Linked DNA regions of Oncorhynchus kisutch: region 1 is linked to region 2. The links are chromatin contacts, called in public Hi-C maps. All regions are on one chromosome and are shown on one strand. Each heading gives the region's core, a stretch centred on a gene start, on an enhancer-like site or on the middle of the called end of the contact. The rest is flanking DNA. Distances are from core to core; before and after follow the strand shown.

Region 1 (7,396 bases), core at 1,961-4,460, 180 kb after region 2:
CACACTCAACATTTTCCTGTGTGTATGAAGAATGATCCACCACCCAAAGGACATCCTGCAACTCAATATTAGGAATGTGTTCTTAATGTTTTGTACACTCAGAGTATATCTGCTCATATTACATATTACCTGATCTTTACTATAAACATCTCTCTGTTTAGCTAGTGCAGGAACAATGCTAGCCAACAGCACTGAAAGGAGTGAGGGAGGAAGAGAGGACAGATTAATTTGGAGCATTTATAGTATGATGGAAGTAAATGAGGGAAGAATAGAGGGTAAATGAGTGTGGGGGTGAGAGGGGGAGTGGGGGAGTGGGCATATGGATACAGACAGAAGGACAAAGTCAATTGTACTGTAAACGGAGTAAGAGTTTCTATAGGTTGTTTCATCTCAGTGTATTAGAGACGGAGCAGGAGAGTGGAATGGAGTGCAGGAGAGACCAAAAAAATGGAAAGAGTCAGAGATCTCTGAAAGCTAGAGGAAAGGGTGAGGGAAGGAGGAGGGGGACCTGAACGGGAGAGTAGAGTATTCCAAAGAGGGAAAAGGCGGGAAAAGTGTGGAGAACAGATGGTGAAGTGGCTCCAGTGTTAGACTGAGTGTCAGTGGGCACAGCTGTCAGTCATACATTGTGTGTGTGTGTGTGTGTGCATGTGTGTGTGCGTGTGTGTGTGTGTGTGTGTGTGTGTGTGTGTGTGTGTGTGTGTGTGTGTGTGTGTGTGTGTGTGTGTGTGTGTGTGTGTGTGTGTGTGTGTGTGTGTGTGTGTGTGTGTGTGTGTGTGTGTGTCAGAGTGTGATATTCAGCTTGCACGCAGATCTGGACACACTCATTCAAAACCTTGCAAAGAATGGCGGTCTCATTTCACCTGCTCTCATCTCAACCGCTCTCTCTCTCTCTCTCTCTCTCTCTCCCTCTCTCTCTCTCTGAAAATCCTCTTTCTCCTTTTTTCATTCGGTGTCTCTCTTTACATTGATTGTGTGGCGCTTTTGTGCTCAAATGGACTATTATTAGTCTACATTGCCATCTGCTGGTGATCAAAAGAACTACATATCCCAGGACAAACGACTGCATGGTTGGAGGATTTATCTTCAGGAAAGACACTTTGGGGTGTCCAATTCCAATTGTTTGGAGAAGTAAACTAAGTAATTGAGAAATTAAACTTCCTGCAGACTTTAGTTTTTTTCTACATGGGAAAATATGTATGTGTTAATGTGTGACATGTTTTAGCCAAGAAATCTCTCAGAGGTTTGTGATAGGCCAGTATTATTAGTCTATGTTGCCCTCTGCTGGGGAATTAAAACAACGCAGGCCGGATATGATGGAATCAACGGGGCAGGTGAACAGAACATTTCAGTACATATCACTTTATTGTTTTTCTTTTCAATCACCATGTTGTAGCTGCTGCTGCGGTGGTCCACGCAGGTTCAGGTGTAGGATCAGGGGTGTTCATGATGTCACTGATCCAGTTAAGGTACAGGCACAGGCGGGTGTACAAACCAACGTCAGAAGAACTGGACCAGAACAACCCCTGTAGCTCACCCCCACAGACCACAGTACTGCCCTGGTCAGACTGAGAAAGTGAAAGAGAGAGAGAGGTTAAAAGTAGACATGGAGAACTCTCAGAGTATGGTGGCACAGTGAAATTAAAGTACAAAGGAAAATCTTGATTAGCTCGTTGATCATAATATTCTCTTACACATTTCCAATGCAACAGCCAGAGATAAAAAATATACATGTTTGCAAAGCACTGTGCTGTTGATGTACTGACCAGGCAGTTGTCTGTTGAGATGATGGTTTTAGCACAGAATGCATGTTCAATCCAATAAAGGGGAAAGGCTATCTGGCACATCTTGTCATCAATGACCCGCTGGGTTTCACACTTCAGGATTAGATTGGGCTCGTCTGTATGGAGGGACAGACATAGGGACTCATGGGAGTTTATTTGGTGCTTATCTATTCCATTAATTTCGGTTGAGGCATATAGCCCTCCCCTGGCTTTATGGTCCACTCACCCTGTCCCGGTACGGTGGAGCCCCAGCCGCTGACCAGACACTTCTCGTGGAGCTGAGTGCATCGTGTGGGTAGGGCTACGGGCATGACATGCTGAGTGAACCGGGCAGGCTCTGCCAGCTTCACCATTGCCAGGCTGTGTGAGGGGCCTCGTGCGTACGGCCCGTGCTGCACATATCTGGCCACCCGGACATGTTGCTCTGTCCCTTCCTCCACTGTCAGGTCATGCTCCCCCAGAGAAACCATAGTGTGGCCAGGTCTGAGGAGGAGTGGAGTAGAGTAGAGTAGAGTGGAGTGGAGTAGAGTAGAGTAGAGTAGAGTAGAGTAGAGTAGAGTAGAGTAGAGTAGAGTAGAGTAGAGTAGAGTAGAGTAGAGTAGAGTAGAGTAGAGTAGAGTAGAGTAGAGTATGGGCTGCATGCATTTTACACTGATTTCGGAAAAAGAAAAAAGGGGGAATACCTACTCGACAAAGCAGTTCCAGGCGGTAAGCACCCACCACTCGTTGATGAGGGCACCACTACACCTTTCCTCCCCATACCAGCCCCCCTTAGTGTTCCACAGGTAGACCTGCCAGGGTCTGGAGTGGGGTTGGCAAACTTCCTGCACCAACGCTCCATTCTCCTCCACTGGAACAGCCGCTAAATAAGAGAGAGAGAAATGGTCATAGTATAGATGAGTAAAGACTGAGTGTACAAAACGTTAAGAACACCTTCCTAATATTGAGATGCACCCAGTCAGTATATGTCATGGAAAGAGCATAATGTTCAGTACACTCAGTGTATTTTATTTTACTAGGCAAGTCAGATAAGAACACATTCTTATTTTCAATGACGGCCTAGGAACAGTGGGTTAACTGCCTTGTTCAGGGGCAGAAGGACAGATTTGTACCTTGTCAGCTCGGGAATTAGATCTTGCAACCTTTCGGTTACTAGTCCAACGCTCTAACCACCAGGCTACGCGGCCGTATATATCTCCCTCCCTAACCTGTCTCTAAAAGAAGGTATCATTCTTCATGCTCTTGCATTGCATAACTGTCTCATGATGCTGTAGATACTGTATATTACAGTCTTACCTGCACACCCCAAAGCCAAGGTCAGCAGTAGCAGCTTCATCATGTCTTGGTCTCTGTATGAGCCTGGGTTTAGTCTGTGGTTCTTTTATACCTGTGTATCTGTGTCTCTAGCCTTTAGATCTCTGGGAGTTGACTGCCTGGGCTGCACCTGTGCTTTGTTTTCCTGGCACTTCTCTCATGTCTGTGACTGGATAGGTATGGTTATAGGCCCCCATTCAGTCAATTACAGACTTGTTTGTAATATACTTTTTTTAAATTAATCTTAATTTCAGACAGTTTTCAAGAGCAAGAAAACAATTCTGCAGCAACAGGACATTTGAGTTATTATGTGCACTATCATCAATGGACATTTTTGTAAGGGTTGATACAGGGAAAATCTGGGAAAATCAAGTCTGAAATTTCTAGGTGGAGATTAAATACTTCAGGAGCCTTTTTAAACCTCAAATACACAACAAGCTCCTGCAACAAGGTGATCAAATGAAGATCTTACATCTGTATAAGAGCATACAATTGACCATTTTTGACACAAGTACAAATATACAGTATATATTTTTTACATGATTTAAACAACAAACAACAAAGCAAAAACAAACCAACAGAACAAAAGGCCCTTTCATTTAAAACACATGTTGGCCCTTTAGTATGAGACACATGTGTTGTTCTTTGTAGTACAGGTGCTATGTCCTTTTACTGTCACCATTGGGGAAAAACGAATAAACAAGAGCGATAAGGCTTCTCATATAATTCCTAGCATTTAGAGTTAATATTTCACTGTGATGAAAGTACTCAGTGGGATCTACCATTATGTAACCCCTTGTATCAATGTGCAGTGCCCTCGTTTAGTAATATCAAGTGAAGCTATTCATTAACTGTGGGTTGATTACTAACAGAAGGTAACAATGTGGCCTCGTGAGACAGATAAAGTTGTGAGAGAATTGGGAAATCAAGATGGGGAAACGTAGGTACTCAGGGATTTGAGGTATTTAGTTTGAATACATTTTGAGTCCGTTTGAATGAATCTTAGACTGAGGCTACATCAGATTGGCCATATCCCTGCTAGTGTATCACCACCCTATGAAGAGATTAACGAACAGTTCAAGATGTTCTTCTCTGTGGTCTTGTAGCTCCAGGCTCTTACATCTTCAGTGAACATGATCATATTTGAGGTCAAATGTATTATTTCTGTCTGTTATCATTGCAGCTTCAAAAGGATCATGAATAGCTCACTTTGAACCTTTCTGAGATCAGAAACCCAAAGGACACCCTTTATTTCCACTCATTTAGAAACTCAAGCTCTGGTTGAGAACCTGTCTGTCAGAAACAGTCACAGGAATCGGTGTTGACTTTTTCCTCTATATGACCTGCTTCTTATATTCAGACGAGAGGCAGTTGACTCAGAGTTAGGTGATAGTTATGTACAGTAGGCATTGTGAGACTCCGTATTGTCCATATTGTAAACTCTGAGACATGATGTACACACAACCATATTGTCACAAACCTGTGGGAGATATGCATGAACATATCCCACCTCTCTCAACTTTGTCTGATAATAAAACACATAGTACAATGATCGTACTGACTCATATATATATATATTTTATCCTCATCGGCAGACTCGACAGGTTCACTAACTACTTCTCTGATTCTTCTCTGTATACATCAATGATGTCGCTCTTGCTGCTGGTGAGTCTCTGATCCACCTCTACGCAGACGACACCATTCTGTATACTTCTGGCCCTTCTTTGGACACTGTGTTAACAACCCTCCAGGCGAGCTTCAATGCCATACAACTCTCCTTCCGTGGCCTCCAACTGCTCTTAAATACAAGTAAAACTAAATGCATGCTCTTCAACCGATCGCTGCCCGCACCTGCCCGCCCGTCCAGCATCACTACTCTGGATCGTTCTGACTTAGAATATGTGGACAACTATAAATACCTAGGTGTCTGGTTAGACTGTAAACTCTCCTTCCAGACTCACATCCAACATCTCCAATCCAAAGTTAAATCTAGAATTGGCTTCCTATTTCGCAAAAAAGCATCCTTCACTCATGCTTCCAAACATACCCTTGTAAAACTGATCATCCTACCAATCCTCGACTTCGGCGATGTCATCTACAAAATAGCCTCCAATACCCTACTCAATAAATTGGATGCAGTCTATCACAGTGCCATCCATTTTGTCACAAAAGCCCCATATACTACCCACCACTGCGACCTGTATGATCTTGTTGGCTGGCCCTCGCTTCATACTCGTCGCCAAACCCACTGGCTCCAGGTCATCTACAAGACCCTGCTAGGTAAAGTCCTTCCTTATCTCAGCTCACAGTTCACCATAGCAGTACCCACCTGTAGCACGTGCTCCAGCAGGTATATCTCTCTAGTCACCCCCAAAACCAATTCTTCCTTTGGCCGCCTCTCCTTCCAGTTCTCTGCTGCCAATGACTGGAACGAACTCCAAAAATCTCTGAAACTGGAAACACTCATCTCCCTCTCTAGCTTTAAGCACCAGCTGTCAGAGCAGCTCACAGATTACTGCACCTGTACATAGCCCATCTATAATTTAACCGAAACAACTACCTCTTTCCCTACTGTATTTATTTATTTATTTATTTTGCTCCTTTGCACCCCATTATTTCTATATCTACTTTGCACATTCTTCCACTGTAAATCTACCATTCCAGTGTTTTACTTGCTATATTGTATTTACTTCGCCACCATGGCCTTTTTTGCCTTTACCTCACTTGTCTCACCTCATTTGCTGACATTGTATATAGACTTATTTTTCTACGGTATTATTGACTGTATGTTTGTTTTACTCCATGTGTAACTCTGTGTTGTTGTATGTGCCGAACTGCTTTGCTTTATCTTGGCCAGGTTGCAATTGTAAATGAGAACTTGTTCTCAACTTGCCTACCTGGTTAAATAAAGGTGAAATAAAATAAATTTAAAAAATATGAATAATGCCCCTCAAGAAACACATAGGGTTTATTGGTTTTCTACAAATGCATGTTTTTATTTAAAGATACGTTGACATTAAAAAAAACATTAAAAAAAAGTATTTTCCTACTTTCACTGACTTTGCTGATAGCTACTTTATTGTAAAAATAAATGTACTTCCTACGACTGTGATATGTGGTTGTCTCACCTAGCTATCTTAAGATGAATGCACTAATTGTAAGTCGCTCTGGATAAGAGCGTTTGCTAAATGACTGAAACGTAAAATGTTGACATAAAATAATACTGTATTTCAATCTACACAGACTCCAGGGGGACGTCACCGAGGGTTGGAGGTCTGGTGAAGCTGATCAGAGGCTCCAGGATGAGAGAGTAGGGGCCCACAGCTGTGACGCTCTCCTCACAAAAGCATTTTGAGGACGTTGGGGACACAGAGGGAAACAAGGAAGGGTCTTTACTGTTGGTATAAGATGTGGTAGACCTGGTCCTGCAGGATGCCAGCGTAAGTCATCGCCGCCACAGTGGTGTCACTGAGGGCATTCCTGATGGACACAGACACATGGACAGTGCATTAACTGTCAGCCTGCTATCTTGACCTGCTGTTCCGTTCTTGTGTGTGTGTGTGTGTCTTACGCGGCCTTCTCCTTCAGCTTCAGGCCATCGATGCTGTCCAGCCAGCTAGAGGCGGTGCTGATGGATGTGTCGTAGTAGCCCTTGAAGGTGCTGGTCAGCTTTTCCAGGGTTCCCTGCTCTCCATCAGCCTCAGCAACATCTGCGACCGGTTCCTCAGGCGTACCGTCCTCGGCTTGCCTAGGCAGACGGAGGCCCTGAGCACCTGGAAGGGGAGGGTTAGGGTTAGAGGGTCAAAATGGTTGGTTGGTCAGTCTGTCAGTCAGTTAATATTGCTGCTCGTGGTGCTCTTATCTGGAGTGTTTAACGTTTCAAATCAAATCAAATTTTGTTGGTCGCATACACAAAATTAGTAGATGTTATTGTGGGTGTAGAGAAATGCTATTATGATAAAACAACTTTCTGGGATGCACAGTGAGACTGCATAAAAGACAAGCTGGAACATCACCAGTATGTCAGTCAGTTAGTCAGTCAGTTAGTCAGTCAGGTTCTTGACTGTGTACTTACTGAGGCCCAGAAGAGTGACGAGCACAGTGATGACCAGAAGCTTGTTCATGATGTCACTCAGATCTGTGTGCAAAGCAAACATCTTGGTGAGGGTCAGACAAACCATTCATCAACTTGTCCACTAGTCAGCATCATTTCCTCCTCCTTTTGAGCTCTGCTCTTAGCCTGATCTCATCTCAGGCTCATCTAATCTCTTCCATTTCATCTCAAACGTGTCTTTTAA
Region 2 (6,695 bases), core at 2,343-4,842:
TAAGCCAATAAACACTAACCAGAACAGCAATGGACAAGGCATATTGACATTAAGGAGAGGCATGCTTAGCCAAGTGATCATGAGGGTCCAGTGAGTAGTGAGGTTGGTTGGAGTCAGCTAGCCGGGCAATGGGTAGCAAGCTGGCAGAGGATGGAGGTCTGTTTTTAGCTACCTCGTGCATTTCCGTCTGTAGATTAGTGGGGTTCTGTCTGGTAGAGGGGACCAATCCAATTGGCAAAATAGATATAGTTATAGTGACCCAAGAAAATTGTCCGATGGACCTATTCAGATAGCAGCCGATAAGACAGCTAACGATTAGAGGGCCGCAGATGGGCGTTCAGGTAACGTTGCGACGGAGGGGCCAGTTGGATAACTCCCTCGGGCAGATAACATCGGTATTCCAGTTGTGAAGGCTCGGTGGGGCTCCGCGTCCACAGTAAAACGGGTCCGGATAGGTGATTGTAGCCCAGGAGTGGCTGATGGAACTCTTCAGCTGCCTAGCTCCGGAATAATTGATGTTTGCTCTGGGACCGACGTAAGCCAACAGTCACTCGGATAGCAGCTAGCTAGCTGCAAGATCCAGGTGTAAATGTCCAGAGCTTGTGGTAGAAATCCGGGGATATGGAGAGAAAATAGGTCCGGTTATGCTCTGGTCTGAGTCGCGTTGTACAAAACTGGCGATAGCTTTTCGAGCTAAAGGATAGCTGATGACCACCAACCGTGGTTAGCTGAATACTAACGTTAGCCAGTGAATTGGCTAGCTTCTGGCTAGCTTCTGGCTAGCTTCTGTTGTGGATTTCAGATTTGAGGTGAATAAATGTTAATGTTAAAAGGGCTTTATAAATAAATGTGATTGAGAGTGATTGAGCATGACAGAAACACATGACCACACAGCATAGTAGCAACACAACATGACAACATGGTAGCAACACAACAATGCAGCAGCACAACATGGTAGCAGCACAAAATATGGTATAAACATTATTGGGCACATGAGGAAGCATTCTCAGTCAATTTACCTGGGACATAAAAAAATAAGAAAAAGACAATGGCAATAATTTGAGAAGAAAGGGGGTAAGAATGGAGAGAGTGAGTGGGAGGTCTAAAAGAGAAAGATTGATTGAGAAAAGCGAGTGGTGGGAGGACAGAGTAAAGGAAAAATAAATGAAAAGGGAGACGCAGAGGCAGGAAGTTGAGGGCGAGAGATGGTTAAATATTTGTTCTAGGTATTAGAGACCTGTACTGGTACTTGGAGAGTGAAAAGGTCAGCGTAGACTGGACCTGACAGAGCACTCACACTGAGGATGTGAGCACCATGCAAACACAGTGTAGAGAGGGTAGGCTCTGTGAAACAGACCGCTAACATCGCACACTGCAGCAGACAGACAGAGCAGGAGACATTGGTGTGAACTTGCTCGAGTGTGATTGACAGGTAATTTCAGAACATTTTCAAACAATGGGCTCAAATAAAGCAAAGCGTCTGGATATTGAAATAGCAGATTTAGCGCTGTAATATGCCACCTGTCTCCTCAGAATAATGAGTTTGACCTTTTCAGGACATCCAGACGACAAGTTGTCCGTTTTCATAATAATTATGACTGACTGGAATAATTGTTTTATACAGCTGCATAATCAGTTGATACAGTTGTCTCCTGTCCTGCTCCTTGAAGGGCCTTCAAATCATTATTGGAGTTCATTCCATCTTATGTGGTTGTCTTCGGTTTGAATCTGTGACTGGTCGCTTTCAATGGGATTAATTTACTTTTGCTAATCAATTAAGCATTGAGAGACAACACAAGCATACAGACTCACAGCCACACTACACAGTCAGAGCTTTAGATTTAGATATTAGGAATCTCAATGGATGACAGAAAATATGAAAGAGAATATAATGGAAGGAGAATGGATAGAGAACAGAAGGTGATTTTGTGGGCCCCAGGAAGAGAAGCTGCAGCTCTATCGCTACAGCTAATGGGGATCCTAATAAAATACCAAATAGCAAAATAGAGCTGTCTAGAACAGTAGAATAAATGAGAAAAGACCAAATTACCTGATATGTTGTGGATGTATAAATCTGGATAAGAGCGTCTGCTAAATGACTAAAATGTACATGTAAAATGTCAATATAAGTCTATGACAGTTCTAATCTGTCCTCTGTAAACCTTCCCTCATTCTTTACCTCCCTATCTCTTCCTCTCCCTCTATTCTTCTGCTCTGACTGACAGAATAAACTCACATTCATAAACCGTCATTACCCTCTCTGCCCACCTATCTCCTGGTCGTGTCTATACAAACATATCAATTGTGTCAATGTTGAAGCAGTGCTGACCTTTCCACCTGAGCTGTGCAAAGGTCACCACAAGCATTGTAAATCAGTAAATAAAAAAGACCAAGGTTATAGTTGACACATATACTCGCAGACACACACACTCAAGTCAATCGAACATGTACAAATTCGCACACACACACACACGAAAGGAGACACTCAAACGTGTGTAAACATAATGGCACAGATGGAAGAGATGATGAACAGAGAAAAACATTGGAGAGAAATCAGAGAGGGACAGAGAACGCAATCTCTTATCCACTGAAGGGTTTGGGCATTGTTCTGTGGCAGCAGTACATTTACACGTGTCGTGTTTCAGGCAGCAGTACATTTACACGTGCCGTGTTTCAGGCAGCAGTACATTTACACGTGCCGTGTTTCAGGCAGCAGTACATTTACACGTGTCATGTTTCAGGCAGCAGTACATTTACACGTGTCGTGTTTCAGGCAGCAGTACATTTACACGTGTCATGTTTCAGGTAGCAGTACATTTACACATGCCGTGTTTCAGGCAGCAGTGCATTTATTTTTCAACGGCTATTTCTAGGATAACAAAGAGCAAATTAAGTGGCATTGGTTTTTTTTCATGGATGAAATGTACCATGAGAAATAAAGAATGATTGTTGCATGCAGAATTCAAAGGAATTTGATAATGATCTCTGTCAGTAGGCTATTTGTAGAAATCCCTTAAGAATAAGAAATGGTTTTATATAGTGTGTATAAACTGGAAGTAGAAGCCTAAGTGTTGTTGTCCATTGGTTTACTCCAATTAGGGGAGGGATGGTAGGGTTAGGGGAAAATAATAAAGGAAAATGTATATATTTTTTAAATATATGTATTTTATCTATATATTTACCATAAGATAATATATGGTTACAATGCATTTCACAGGGATATGTCACAAGATTATTATAATAAAAACATAATTTTTTGAATTACAGCATCCTGGTTATTGCATTCACTGTGCAGATTATAGTAACATTAGACATTAGTATCCTATTGCTGCAATAAAAAAGTACTTCCATATACCACAAAAAAAACCTGCTAATTAATTCCTATTGCTGCTCCAGGGCACGTGCCACTTCTTTTGCAGACAATTTCATAATTCAATGCTTTTGATTGTGATGTAGCCTTTAACCTTGGGCACTGCAAACTGCTTTGAAATGCATCGGGTTTTACTCTGATTGGGCTAGAAATGTAACAACCGGGTGAGGAAAATACGAATGTGCAGGGTGATGTCATATCTCGCGAGAACAAACGAGATCCGCCCGTTTTAACACGGGCTGGAAACCCTGTCTTACCCTCTTCCTCTCGCTGTCCACAAGCAAGGTAAAGGATGTCTGGTCTCCGGCCTTATTTGACCAATTGTATGACATTTTCGTGATAATTATTCTCCCATAACTGACCGCGTATACATTAAACAATCAATGAACAAATACCGGGTTTTCCGGAAAGTCTATAGAGTCTTGTAGATTATTTAGAATAAAATAAAATTTCATGCGGCACTCGCACGTAGCTTCCAGTGATGGCTGCCCCCATGCCTTTGCATTGGGCCTAAACATTTCTCCTTTTGTTTGTCCATTTTAGATAAGACAATTATGATATCTGCGCTAACGGTGTCTTTCATTTGAATGTGTTACGCTCGTCGGCAGTTGGACTGTGATCCTTAAACTGTCTTGATTTCTGCCTCGAATTTCTGATGTGGTTACATGTGTCGGTTTATAGGTTAATTGCTAGCATTGTGGCTAACTCCAGTTACCATAATTTTATTTAACGGTGGCCAGTTTGTTGGTGAGATGGTTTGCCCTGATATCATTTTTTTGCTAAAATTGGACTTCAGATCATACAGGACTTCGCACAATATGAGGGATGTATATTATCACGATGTGAATGTTTTCCATCGCCGCTGTTTGACAGGAAGATAAGTAGCCTATGGAATTAGCTAGCCAACTTACGTTAGTTGCCTGCTTAAGCAAGCTGTTCATCACCCATCTGGCTAGTTAACTAAGTAGTGAGCTAGATAGTGTGGTTTGCAGAAAGGTTATCAATAGTAGTGTATAGACGTGTAGTCATCAGATGAACTGTTTTGAGTATTGGGGCAGTCGAGTCATCCTATCGTCTGCACATAACTGTATAACTAACCTTAGTTACATGAGTAGCTAGGCTACATATTGAATGTGCTCAGGACCTCAATCTACCCAGGACATTCGTTGCAGTCTACATAGCATCAATCATACATTGTACCTCATACTGAAGTTCTCTACCTCTCTGGCAGATGCCTGGTGTCACAGTGAAAGACGTCAACCAGCAGGAGTTTGTCCGGGCCCTGTCAGCTTTCCTGAAGAAGTGAGTTTTCCACTCCGTTCGTAATATAAGTATATGTAGTCGCATACACGTGAAGCGTTGTTCAATTTTTGCTTTGCGGTGCATTGAGCTTTTGTGAATGACTAACATACAGTTGAAGTCAGAGGTTTACATAGACTTAGGTTGGAGTCATTAAAACTCATTTTTCAACCAATCCACAAATTTCTTGTTACTAACTATAGTTTTGTCAAGTCACTTCTACTTGTATTTCAAGGCCTACCTTCAAACTCAGTGCCTCTTTGCTTGACATCATGGGAAAATCAAAAGAAATCAGCCAAGACCTCAGAAAAAATATGTAGACTTTCCACAAGTCTGGTTCATCCTTGGGAGCAATTTCCGAACACCTGAAGGTACCACGTTCATCTGTACAAACAATAGTACCCAAGTATAAACACCATGGGACCACGCAGCCGTCATACCTCTCAGGAAGGAGATGCGTTCTGTCTCCTAGAGATGAATACTTTGGTGTGAAAAGTGCAAATCAATCCCAGAACAACAGCAAAGGACCTTGTGAAGATTCTGGGGGAAACGGGTACAAAAGTATCTATATCCACAGTAAAACAAGTCCTATATCGACATAACCTGAAAGGCCGCTCAGCAAGGAAGCCACTGCTCCAAAACCACCCATAAAAAAGCCAGACTACGGTTTGCAATTGCACATGGGGACAAAGATGGTACTTTTTTGAGAAATGTTCTCTGGTCTGATGAAACAAAAATAGAACTGTTTGGCCATAATGACCCTTGTTATGTTTGGAGGACAAGGGGGATGCTTGCAGGCCGACGAACACCATCCCATCCGTGAAGCACGGGGGTGGCAGCATCATGTTGTGGGGGTGCTTTGCTGCAGGAGGGGCTGGTGCACTTCACAAAATAGTTGGCATCATGAGGCAGGAAAATGATGTGGATGTCTCAAGACATCAGTTAAATAATGGTCGTAAATGGGTCTTCCAATTGGTCAATGACCCCAAGCATACTTCCTAAGTTGCGGCAAAATGGCTTAAGGACAACGGTCAAGGTATTGGAGTGGCCATCACAAAGCCCTAACCTCAAATCCTATAGCACTTTTGCGGGAAGAACTGAAAAAGCATGTGCGAGCAAGGAGGCCTACAAACCTGACTCAGTTACACCAGCTGTCTGGAGGAATTGGCCAAAATTCACCCAACTTATTGTGGGGCGCATGTGGAAGGCTACCTGAAACATTTGACCCAGGTGAATCAATTTAAAGGCAATGCTACCAAATACTAATTGAGTGTATGTAAACTTCTGACCCACTGGGAATGTGATGAAAGAAATAAAAGCTGAAATAAGTCATTCTATTCTAACATTTCACATTCTCAAAATAAAGTGGTGATCCTAACTGACCTAAGGCAGGGAATTTTTACTAGGATTAAATGTCAGGAATTGTGAAATTCTGTTTAAATGTATTTGGCTAAGGTGTATGTAAACTTCCCACTTCAACTGTATGCTTTTCCTGTTCCAGGTCAGGAAAGCTGAAGGTCCCGGATTGGGTGGACATTGTCAAGCTGGCCAAACACAAGGAGCTGGCCCCCAGCGACGAGAACTGGTTCTACACCAGAGCTGGTATGATTTTGATCATTGACATTCTTCCCTTCAGGACTACCTGTCTGCTCAGGCCGTTAGTCTAGTATGGTAGAGCCAATCTGTTATTGGCATTGGTTTACCCCAAAATTGGCCACAAATGATTTTCCTGACTGTTAGTGCAGAATTATGTAATAAGGTTATTGACTCTGGCTATCAGTGGTGTTGACCTCTTTTCCCTCCAAGCTTCCACAGTGCGCCACCTGTACCTGCGTGGGGGTGCCGGTGTGGGCTCCATGACCAAGATCTATGGTGGTCGCCAGAGGAACGGTGTGTGCCCTGCCCACTTCAGTGTCGGTTCCAAAAACGTGGCCCGCAAGGTGCTGCAGGCCCTCGAGCTTCTCAAGATGGTGGAGAAGAACCCCAACGGGTGAGTAGAACCATGCTGGTTAGAACATCCCTAGAC

Evidence for each region. A called contact is a pair of places that touch in the nucleus more often than the background predicts.
Region 1: a contact with region 2 is called in a Hi-C map of liver, with 15 times the contacts expected there. The contact joins the promoter of LOC109881787 here to the promoter of LOC109901787 in region 2. A contact is called at or near these places in 2 of 2 Hi-C or Micro-C datasets (liver and muscle).

The regions. Positions count from the first base shown.
Region 1 is chrLG13:70,779,724-70,787,119 of Okis_V2, forward strand. It overlaps LOC109881787 (trypsinogen-like protein 3), which reads right to left and starts at 3,211. Exons shown (of 5, transcript XM_020473899.2): 1 at 3,081-3,211; 2 at 2,472-2,646; 3 at 2,011-2,267; 4 at 1,767-1,900; 5 at 1,338-1,568. The coding sequence starts at 3,123. The coding sequence ends at 1,383. LOC109881788 (apolipoprotein C-II) reads right to left here. Exons shown (of 4, transcript XM_020473900.1): 2 at 7,174-7,236; 3 at 6,670-6,871; 4 at 6,049-6,578. The coding sequence starts at 7,222. The coding sequence ends at 6,491.
Region 2 is chrLG13:70,599,945-70,606,639 of Okis_V2, forward strand. It overlaps LOC109901787 (40S ribosomal protein S19), which reads left to right and starts at 3,593. Exons shown (of 6, transcript XM_020497741.2): 1 at 3,593-3,655; 2 at 4,602-4,672; 3 at 6,171-6,271; 4 at 6,476-6,659. The coding sequence starts at 4,602.